Linked DNA regions of Mus musculus: all the other regions are linked to region 3. Evidence: chromatin contacts called from public Micro-C and promoter capture Hi-C data. All regions are on one chromosome and are shown on one strand. Each heading gives the region's core, a stretch centred on a gene start, on an enhancer-like site or on the middle of the called end of the contact. The rest is flanking DNA. Distances are from core to core; before and after follow the strand shown. Region 1 holds the start of Rab11fip2 (RAB11 family interacting protein 2 (class I)). Region 2 holds the start of Fam204a (family with sequence similarity 204, member A). Region 3 holds the start of Csf2ra (colony stimulating factor 2 receptor, alpha, low-affinity (granulocyte-macrophage)).

Evidence for each region. Promoter capture Hi-C pulls out the DNA fragments that hold promoters and counts their contacts. A called contact is a pair of places that touch in the nucleus more often than the background predicts.
Region 1: a promoter capture Hi-C map of pre-B cells shows a contact between it and region 3, with 8 times the contacts expected there. The contact joins the promoter of Rab11fip2 here to the promoter of Csf2ra in region 3. A contact is called at or near these places in 1 of 39 promoter capture datasets (pre-B cells) and 1 of 484 Hi-C or Micro-C datasets (embryonic stem cells).
Region 2: a Micro-C map of embryonic stem cells shows a contact between it and region 3, with 9 times the contacts expected there. The contact joins the promoter of Fam204a here to the promoter of Csf2ra in region 3. A contact is called at or near these places in 1 of 39 promoter capture datasets (pre-B cells), 4 of 484 Hi-C or Micro-C datasets (CD4 T cells, CD8 T cells and embryonic stem cells) and 1 of 115 datasets of contacts at active chromatin or transcription factors (bone marrow-derived macrophages).

What each region holds. Positions count from the first base shown.
Region 1 is chr19:59,942,086-59,944,985 of GRCm38.p6, forward strand. Rab11fip2 (RAB11 family interacting protein 2 (class I)) reads right to left here and starts at 1,279. Exons shown (of 6, transcript NM_001033172.3): 1 at 563-1,279. The coding sequence starts at 915.
Region 2 is chr19:60,225,361-60,228,336 of GRCm38.p6, forward strand. It overlaps Fam204a (family with sequence similarity 204, member A), which reads right to left and starts at 1,341. Exons shown (of 8, transcript NM_001358273.1): 1 at 1,284-1,341.
Region 3 is chr19:61,227,069-61,229,768 of GRCm38.p6, forward strand. It overlaps Csf2ra (colony stimulating factor 2 receptor, alpha, low-affinity (granulocyte-macrophage)), which reads right to left and starts at 1,350. Exons shown (of 12, transcript NM_009970.2): 1 at 1,271-1,350; 2 at 204-297; 3 at 1-116. The coding sequence starts at 297.

The sequences.
Region 1 (2,900 bases), core at 29-2,528, 1.3 Mb before region 3:
TCAAAGGGAAAATGTCAGTGGGCTCAAGACTGAAGATGTCTGTGCAGACTTCCAAAACTTTTGTTCTTTTAACAACTTTCTACCCTATCAAGAAGTACTGACCCTGAAAACTGGTGGAGCAAAAATAAGGCCAACTGTTTCCAATGCTGAAATAAAGAGTTCTAAACCTAGTAACTTATCTTTTGACACCCTTTACTAGTAATTTATTTTTTTAACAGTGCTCAACAAACATAGACCTAATGGTACGCATATATTTAATTTTCTGGTTTTCTAGTTCATGCTCTAGGCCTCTTATAAAAAGTATTAAAACCCAGTGCAAAATATTCCACTAAGAGCTCTTAACCTCACACAGAAATGAGAAAAAAAAATGGTTTACTAATCACTCCATTAAAAAAAAAATCAGAGTAAAGGCTATTTCCCTTCAAAGTCATGCAAAGAGAAGTGCTTAATACTGGATCCTATTTCAATCCCAAAGACCAATGCCTCAAATATACTATGTTCAAGAACAGTAAATCCATATATCTTTAAGTACCCAAAATTCAAAATAAATTATATAACTTACTCTGTTTTCCTTCTTTGTTTGTCCTCAAAGATGTCATTGAGATTGATTGCCACCTGCCCTAAAAACTTATCCAGTCCCACCAGGGACCTGTGCATCACTATAAGAAAAAGAATGTATTTCTCCGGACTACCCTGCATGAGCAACCCAGGCAGCTCAAAGGAGGCCTCCTCCTTCCAGACCGGCTCCAGGGTTTTCTCTGCTACAGATGTAGAATACTTCTCTTTGCCCAACTGAATTATGGTGTATGTGTCATTGGTACCACTTTTGCCTTTTGGCTTCAGATCTTTAGCTTGGAGCACTGTGACCTGCACGTGGGTTGGAAACCACTTTTGGGCTTGCTCAGACAGCATCATTCTGGGTTTTTTGTTTTGTTTTGTTTTTCGGTTTTGTTTTTTGTTGTTGTTGTTTTGTTTTCTCTGCGCAGAGTTCAGAAGCGCAGGCAGAGCCCCTCCCGCGGGGAGAGCCCCGTACCCTGATCACTGCATCCTTAAGAGCACTTCAGTGAGCTGGGCAGTCAGGGCTGCCGCGAGGTCCCTAAGGGCTGCTGTCAGGAGGACCGGTAGGGAGGCCGCCGCCGCTGCTGGGGTCCCTTTCTTCCGTAGAAGCACAGGGGCCCACATCACCTCCGCGCCTTCCGGGCCTCCGCGCGCAGCCCCGCGCCCCGCTTCGCCGCTATCCTGAAACCTGCGCCCCTAGGGCCCGGCCTCCGCCCCGCGCGGCCCGGCTCCTCCTCCGACCCGGCTGATACGAACCGTCGACGGCCGTGGGGCCTGGCTCCCTCCGCCCGCCCGCGCGGCCTCGCCTCGGCTCCTCCCCCCCAAGAGTGGCGCAGGCCTGGGCGAGCGGGGCGGAAGCGGCCGACCTGGACCGGTGTCGGAGGGACGCGGAGCGCGGGTGGCAAACCGAGGCCGGGCGGTGTCACCGGGTGAGGCCTGGCCAGCAACCCGCGGCTCCTAGCGCCCGGCGCGCGGCGGCCGCGCCACTTCCGGGTTGGCCGTCTCCATGTTGAGTGGGGCTGCGCGAGGGGCGGGGCCGGGCGGGGTTGGGGGTCAGCGCCTCCCTGGTTGCCTTGACGACGGGGCGCGCGGTGCGGGACGCGGAGGCTGGGATGCGCGCGCTGGACGGTGGGTGCTGAGGTTCCAACCTGTCGGTTGCAGCGGGCTGGGGAACTGTGAGCCCGCAGAGGCCGACAAGGGGTTCTGGGAGGCGGCACTGGGCCCTATACACCGCCCGCTATTGGGAGAGAACCGGTTTCCATCTTGGAAGGCAGAAATCTGTTCCAGCTGTGTGTTCAGTCCTAGCTGGGCGCTGGTGTCCTTTAATGGTGGTAGTTCTTCTTGAGTGACAGTTCAGACTTCGTCCAACCGTTCTCCATCGTCTTGAAGAGGAAACCTTCAACTGACTAAAGGGACCTCCTCCTGAGCACAGACCAAAAGCAAAGGATGCAGATAGATTCCAAAGCTTAATAAAGATTCTCTTGCTTAATAAAGATTCCCTTGCTTAATAAAGATCATAGACGCTTTGGGATGGCGTCAGAAGACCAGGCCCCCATGCCTGCCACCATAATTCTACGGAACTATTTAGTCTTTTTTCCCCCTTTCTAAGTTGTGTGTATGGCGTCCAAGTCAAAAGCATTCCCTGAGCGCTCACTGTCAAGTCCTCCAGGAATCCAAACCCCAACTTCATGGCCAGAGAGGACAGGAGTACTGTCTCTGCTTTTCAGTCTCAGGAGATGCATACTACCTCTGTTGACTTTATTTCTGTCCATGTCTGCCTAGGAAAATTCTGAAGCTCTTTGGACTGCACTTCCTGGCAGCACATCCAACCTGCGGCCAACAATAGCTATGAATGAGGCCAAACCCAACCTTAAATGCTATGAGAGTATTTAACTGCATTGTGCTTTTCTTCAGGGAGAACTTTGCAGACAGACAACAGCTCTCCAAGCAATGTCAAAAGATTAGACATCCCTGAAGGACTTTAGAGAACTAAGCATTAAACAGACATGCTAACCAATCTGTTGACTGACTAAATGCTTTTCTCCCTTTATGGGACTAATTTTGAGAATAAATATGATAGATAGGAATGTGCTTTATCCAACTTAAAATGGTCATAAACTGTAAGGTATTGGGTTTATTATTATCGGGCAAGTTTTAGAACTTCTGTTATACAAGCTGAGTTTCCATCCCGGGGAGAGCTGAGTTTCCATCCCGGGGAGACAGTGTTTGAAAAGGCCATGTGTGCAAAGCAGAACAAAATCATCTCACTGTGCACATAGCATCTGGATCCCAGAGCGGGCAGTTGTCAACTCTAAAGAAAAAATATTTTCAGGGATTTGTAA
Region 2 (2,976 bases), core at 91-2,590, 1.0 Mb before region 3:
GCAGGAGAAAAAGAAGGCAGACCTGTCACACACCACACACAAACCAAGAGGCAGGCACTAATCTTCATCACAACACACATTAGAAACTAACAGCAACTCTTTCTACAACTGGCCAAAATCATTGTGATCCAGTTACGCCTGACAGCTTTAAATTATGAACTTTTAGAGGGCAAAGTTGGTGGCGAATTCTTGGAGACAAAGATTTGGGAGACAGGTCAAATCTAGGCAAATTTTACTAATAATTTTTTCTGCACTTTTTGCATATGAAAAAGGGGAGATATTATACTAAGTAACACACTGAGAGTCACATTTAGAGATTTGAGAAATGTATTTCTAGACCACAAAACTGGTTACAAGCAATACCCAAAGGATAAAATCTGCGCATCCAACAAATTTTCTGTCTCTACTATGCCAGAATTTAAGCTGCATTTCCATCAAGTGGCTGTCTTATGTATTCGATTTTAAATAATCACAAACATCTAAATTTAATCCTATTTGTAAAATAATTATAACCGCCATCCTCTAACCTATAAGAGCATAATAAATAGTTCCTGAACTTTGGAACTAGTTAACTGACACACTTTTAGGCTTAAGATTATCAACATTAATGTAAATGTCTTATTTATTGTTAGAAAATGTGTTCCTTTTTCTTAAAACGACACAGAAAACCCGAGGGGAGTCAGGGGCCTCAGTTCAGATATACTTCAAATAAGTTATTTATTTTTTGTATTTTTAATCTTAAGGATAGGTGAGTTTGAATTAAAACAATGTTTACAGCCAAGGCTTGGAACCCACTTTCCCCCGGGACCCTCTCTAACTTGTGTGGAAAGATTTTAAACCACGCAATCCATGCCACTGTACAAGTACTTACAAAGTTCAAGACTGAGAGGGTGGCTCTGAAAGGCACACCCCTTCCCGCACGGACAACCTGGAACTCGGCGGCACTCACCCGGTGCGAGGCCGCACCACCTTCAGCTCTCCAGCCGCGTCAGAACTCGCATCGGGACGCCGGCGGAGCGGCGAGCCGCGAACCTCGCTCTGGTCAGCCGCAGTTGCTGTGTGGGCTTTCGCGCTCCTCGCTGGCCCGGGACCGGACGGCTACCTCACGACGCCCCCGGAGCCCAGCGGCGCCCGCCCGAACCCAGGGTTTTCCAAGCCCGCTTCGGCAGATCTGCGAGGACGAGCCGCCCCGACTCCTGCGCCGCCCTCCCTGCCTCGGAACACAGCCCGACAGGCCGCCGCGAATCCTGCCGCCAAGTCGCGCCTCGCGAAGCCGAACTTACCAGGGAGGAAACAGCGGCTCGGCGGCCATCTTAGAACCCCGCCAACATCGTGTCTTCTGATTGGCTCGGGCGGATCAGCCAATCGGCTGCGGCCGTTCTGGCTCTATGGTCGCCCAGGGAACAGCCTGGCTTGCCTAAACGCCTCTGCTAAGAGGAGCCTGTTGAGGTTTTGTTTTTGTTTTTTGTTTGTTTGTTTGTTTGTTTGTTTGTTTGTTTGTTTTTCTCCTTTTCCTCACTTTAACCAAGCGATTTTTTTTTAAAGTTTTGTCCTTTCCTCGCTCCTTTCCTGTGCTGGTGAACTTGGCTAAAGAAAATGCTGACTTCGATGCCCACCTGAGTTCAATGGAGAACTGTAGATGATCTCTTCAAGGAAGGCTTTGCTTCCTTCGCTTCCTCGCCACCCCTCTCCCCAGCCTTTCCTATCTTTTTGCGTATATTTGAGTGTCCACTGTGTTCCAGGCCTCATGCAATTCTCAACCGGATTCCAGTTCTCCAGGGACTTTCCAGTCTGGTTGACCGAATCAAATCCAGCTAAGCACCCCCTACTCAGAAGTTGATTTACCAGGCTGGCATAGTGTATAGGTCCTGATGAGGGGTTTACCGGCGTGTAAATGAGGAAAAGAGCAGAAATTTTCACCATGTGAAAACAGTAAATCCAGGCGATGATACGGGGATGAAGTAGGACCACTTCAGAAATGCTTCCATTTTCTGAAGTACTGTTCTGTACTCAGATTATGTTTCTATTTTCTTGTGATGGTTATATAAGAAACTACAGGGCTGAGAGATAGCTCAGTAAGAACCTAAGTTCATTCCACCCTCAGAATCCGTATTTTAAAAGCCAGGCATGGCAGCCAGCACTGTGGATGCAGACAGGCAGACTAGCCTACGAGGCAAGCTCTAGGCCAGTGACCACAAAAGACAGGTGGGCAACCCCTAAGGAACTACACTTTCGAGTTGTCTTCTGACCTAATGCACATGCATTAGAACACATATATGGCACATGCACATACAAAATACAAAGCCTTGAACAAGTTTAAAAAAACTTATGAAAAATTAAACTTTGCAGAATTGATTTGAACAAACAGTTGTTTCATGAATAGACTCTGGCCCAGTCAAAGTTCAGAGTGTTCCATCAGTGAGCAAGCAATCTTTGTAAATTAAAAAAAGGTAAAAAGAAACATATAATACTGTGGTTGGTCATATCTTAGTATTTACCTTATAAAAACATGGTGTGATCAGCTGTCATACTGACTGGCTAAAAGTCAACTACTATGACTGACTAAGACTCAGCAACACGTTATAAGAATACTAACATACTCTTAAGTGAAGCTGCAGTTCAAGCTATTTAGTTTTTCAAAGGAAGGAGTTGGTTGTAGGCCAAACTTAATGCACACATGGCTTAACTTACAGTAATTTTCACTTATTCACATTATGAACAAGAACCTTTTAAAATATTGTGATGTACAAAATTCTTGCCTCTATTCAATAATGTGAATGGATTAATCATTATTACATATTTAATCCTAATATTTAAACATACATTATACCCATGCATTGTCCAATAACTTCTGGAAGATATGCAAGTTTATGATGTAGTGTTCTAGAATCATGATTTGATAAGTTTGCATGACGGAGGATTCCTTTCAAGCATTCCCTGATTCTAGGGAAAAGCATAACTATCAGCATTGAGCAG
Region 3 (2,700 bases), core at 100-2,599:
GGTGCATGACGTCACCGTGACGTTCCCCGCGGCGGTGTCGCAGGCCCAGGTCAGCGTCCGAGTCCAGGGGTCGAAGGTCAGGTTGAGGGCGGAGCCGGCGTCCGGTGTGGTCGGAGCTGGAAGGGGGAGGAGGGTGAGGTGGCTCTGTTGGACGCGGCCCCGCCCACCGTGACTTCCGACCCCGCCCACCTAGCGTCACTAACCCAGAAGGGCCTGAGTTCCCGGAAGCAGTAGCGTGGAGAAGAGCAGGGCGAGCTGAGCCAGGGGGGTGATGTTCATGGCATGTGATGACGTCATCTGTCAGTCAGATGAGTGGGCAGAGCCGAGGTGTTATCCTGTCTGGCGCACTAGGGTGGGCGGGGCATTCTCTGGCCCCGTCCCACCCACTCACTACAGCATGATTTGTGGTGGGTACAGAGGCTGGGCTCTGCCATCTGAGCCATGCCCCTGTCTCAGCTCCTCTCTTGGTGACGTTATCCTATTGATTCCCCGTGAATCTTTGCTTATATGTGGACCCGCTTTGTCCGCGCGGTGGGGAGGCGGTCGAGGGGATCGGGGGTCGCCCTGCCTGCCTGTGGCCTGACTGTGTGTAGGTCAGACCCTTTCCCCCTCACGCTCCACCGCCGCCTGGACCCGCCTTTCCCCAACCCCGCCGTGCTCCAAGCTCAGCTGCAGCCACTTCCTTTTCTCCAGTCCCCACTTCCTGTCGGGCCAAGGACGCTCGCTCGCGGGGAGTGGGGAGGGCGGGGGCGGCGTCCGCGGGGTCTCCGCAGTCGGGCTTAGGGGCGATCCGCAACTCCCCGCTTCCCCCACCCCCCACCCCCGCCCCGGGCTTTGGAGGAAACGCACTTGAAGCCATCCCCCTGCCTCAACTCCACCATCTCCAGACCCCTGACTCCTGGAGGTGAACCACATCTCCTGACCCCAGTACTACACAGAGGTCAGAGGTTGCGGGGGATTGGCAGGCGGAGGCCACGCCCCCCAACTCCGGCTTCTAAGCCCCCCTTGGCCTCTGTTACCTCTGACCCCACCCCAAACCATCCCCAGGGCTCAGACCCACGGGTGGTGGGGACCTTGTACCCGAGACCCAGGGCACACACAGTAGGTCTGCATGTCCCACTGCCCCCCCCTTCCGGTCTCTCCGTCCCCTAGCCCCATCGTTTTCTAAACCCCAGGGTGTGCTGGGCACACAGTAGGGCCAGGTGGGAGGGGCTTCTGGGTGACGTCATGTCAGGCAGGGTGAGGTGGAAAGGGGTGGAGGGGCTCTGACCTGAGACAGGGGGCTTCCTGCGATGGATGGTGAGGCCTGGGCGCAGCGTCTGTGTCCGTCCGTCTGTCCGTCTGTCTCCCGCTTCCTCTTCCTCATCTGCAGGTTGGGAAACCTAGAGGGGAAGGAACAAGGCAGGCAGGGGTGGGTGGCTGGGTGGGGCCCGGTGACGTCACCGGGGGCGGGGTCCGAGTGTCCCGTGCAGGCAGCATGATGTCAAATGCGCACAGTAAGTATACGCGCCAGGCGGTTGGCCCGCTGTGTGACGCCATGCAACCTCGTGCAGTGGGGCAGCACACCGGGACGTGAGCCTACTGTGTGGCTGTTCGGGCGCGTCACACTGCCACGCACACAGCCTGGCTACACACGGTGTGACGTCAGTCACTGCATCTGACCCCTTGTGGACACAGTGTGACCACTCAGCACAGTGTGACATCACCGACAGTCTTACCCTGATGCACACAGTGTGACCACACATGTGAGCACGCGCTTACACAGTGGGAAGACTCTGACATGCAAAGTCTTGATCCTGTTGATCATATTGATAAGGGTTAGGTTCAACAGGTGATCCTTAGGTTCACATCTCCTTGCGTCATCGTTAATTTCCAAATTGGGGAAAACCAAATCTGGATGAAACGGACAATTTTCTACACAGCACAGGCACCACAGTTAAAATCACGGAAGCCACCTAACGGTCCCAGGACCCAGAACCCAGAGACAGCTGTGAAGTCTCCCACCCAAGACAGCCCAGGGTCAGGCGGGCCTGGTGGATGCTTCCACCCAGCTCATTCTGTGAAGCCACACACACACACACACTGCGCGGAGATGGACGTTTCTGTAAAATCAGGAACTCGTCACAATTTCTGTCCACAGAGGACTCATGAGAGATTTTCTGTCGTGTTTAATGTTCCAAACAGATTTTAAAAACTGGTAGAGTGTGTATTAATGTCTGCTTCCGAAGATGTCATGTACATTTAAGAGGCATTTAAACTATTATGAATTATTTTAATGACTTTAAAAATATCAATACTGAGTTGTATGTTTTAAGATAAATTTTATTAGTTTTAAAAACCTACATGGTATTGTGGGGAATTGCAGGCTGGTCTCCAGTCGATCTGAGGTCTGAACCCCGATAGTCATAATTCACCCTCATGACACGGTAGGCATTCCCTCATGCTCCTTACCACCTCCCACAGCCCCAAGAGAAGCATGGTCAATCTGACCTTCAGGCTAAACTCCTCCCCAGTTACCTAGCAACAGGGAAGACCATAAAAAGGGGTGCTTAGCCCCCACCTCGCTCTCTTACTCCTTTGTCCTCTCACCTCTCACTTCTCTCACTTCTCTCCTCTTCCCTTTCTCTTTGTCTTCTTCTTTCCTCTCCTCTCTCCTTCTTTCTCTTTCTCTCTAGCCTTTCCTCCCTCCCCCCTCTCCTC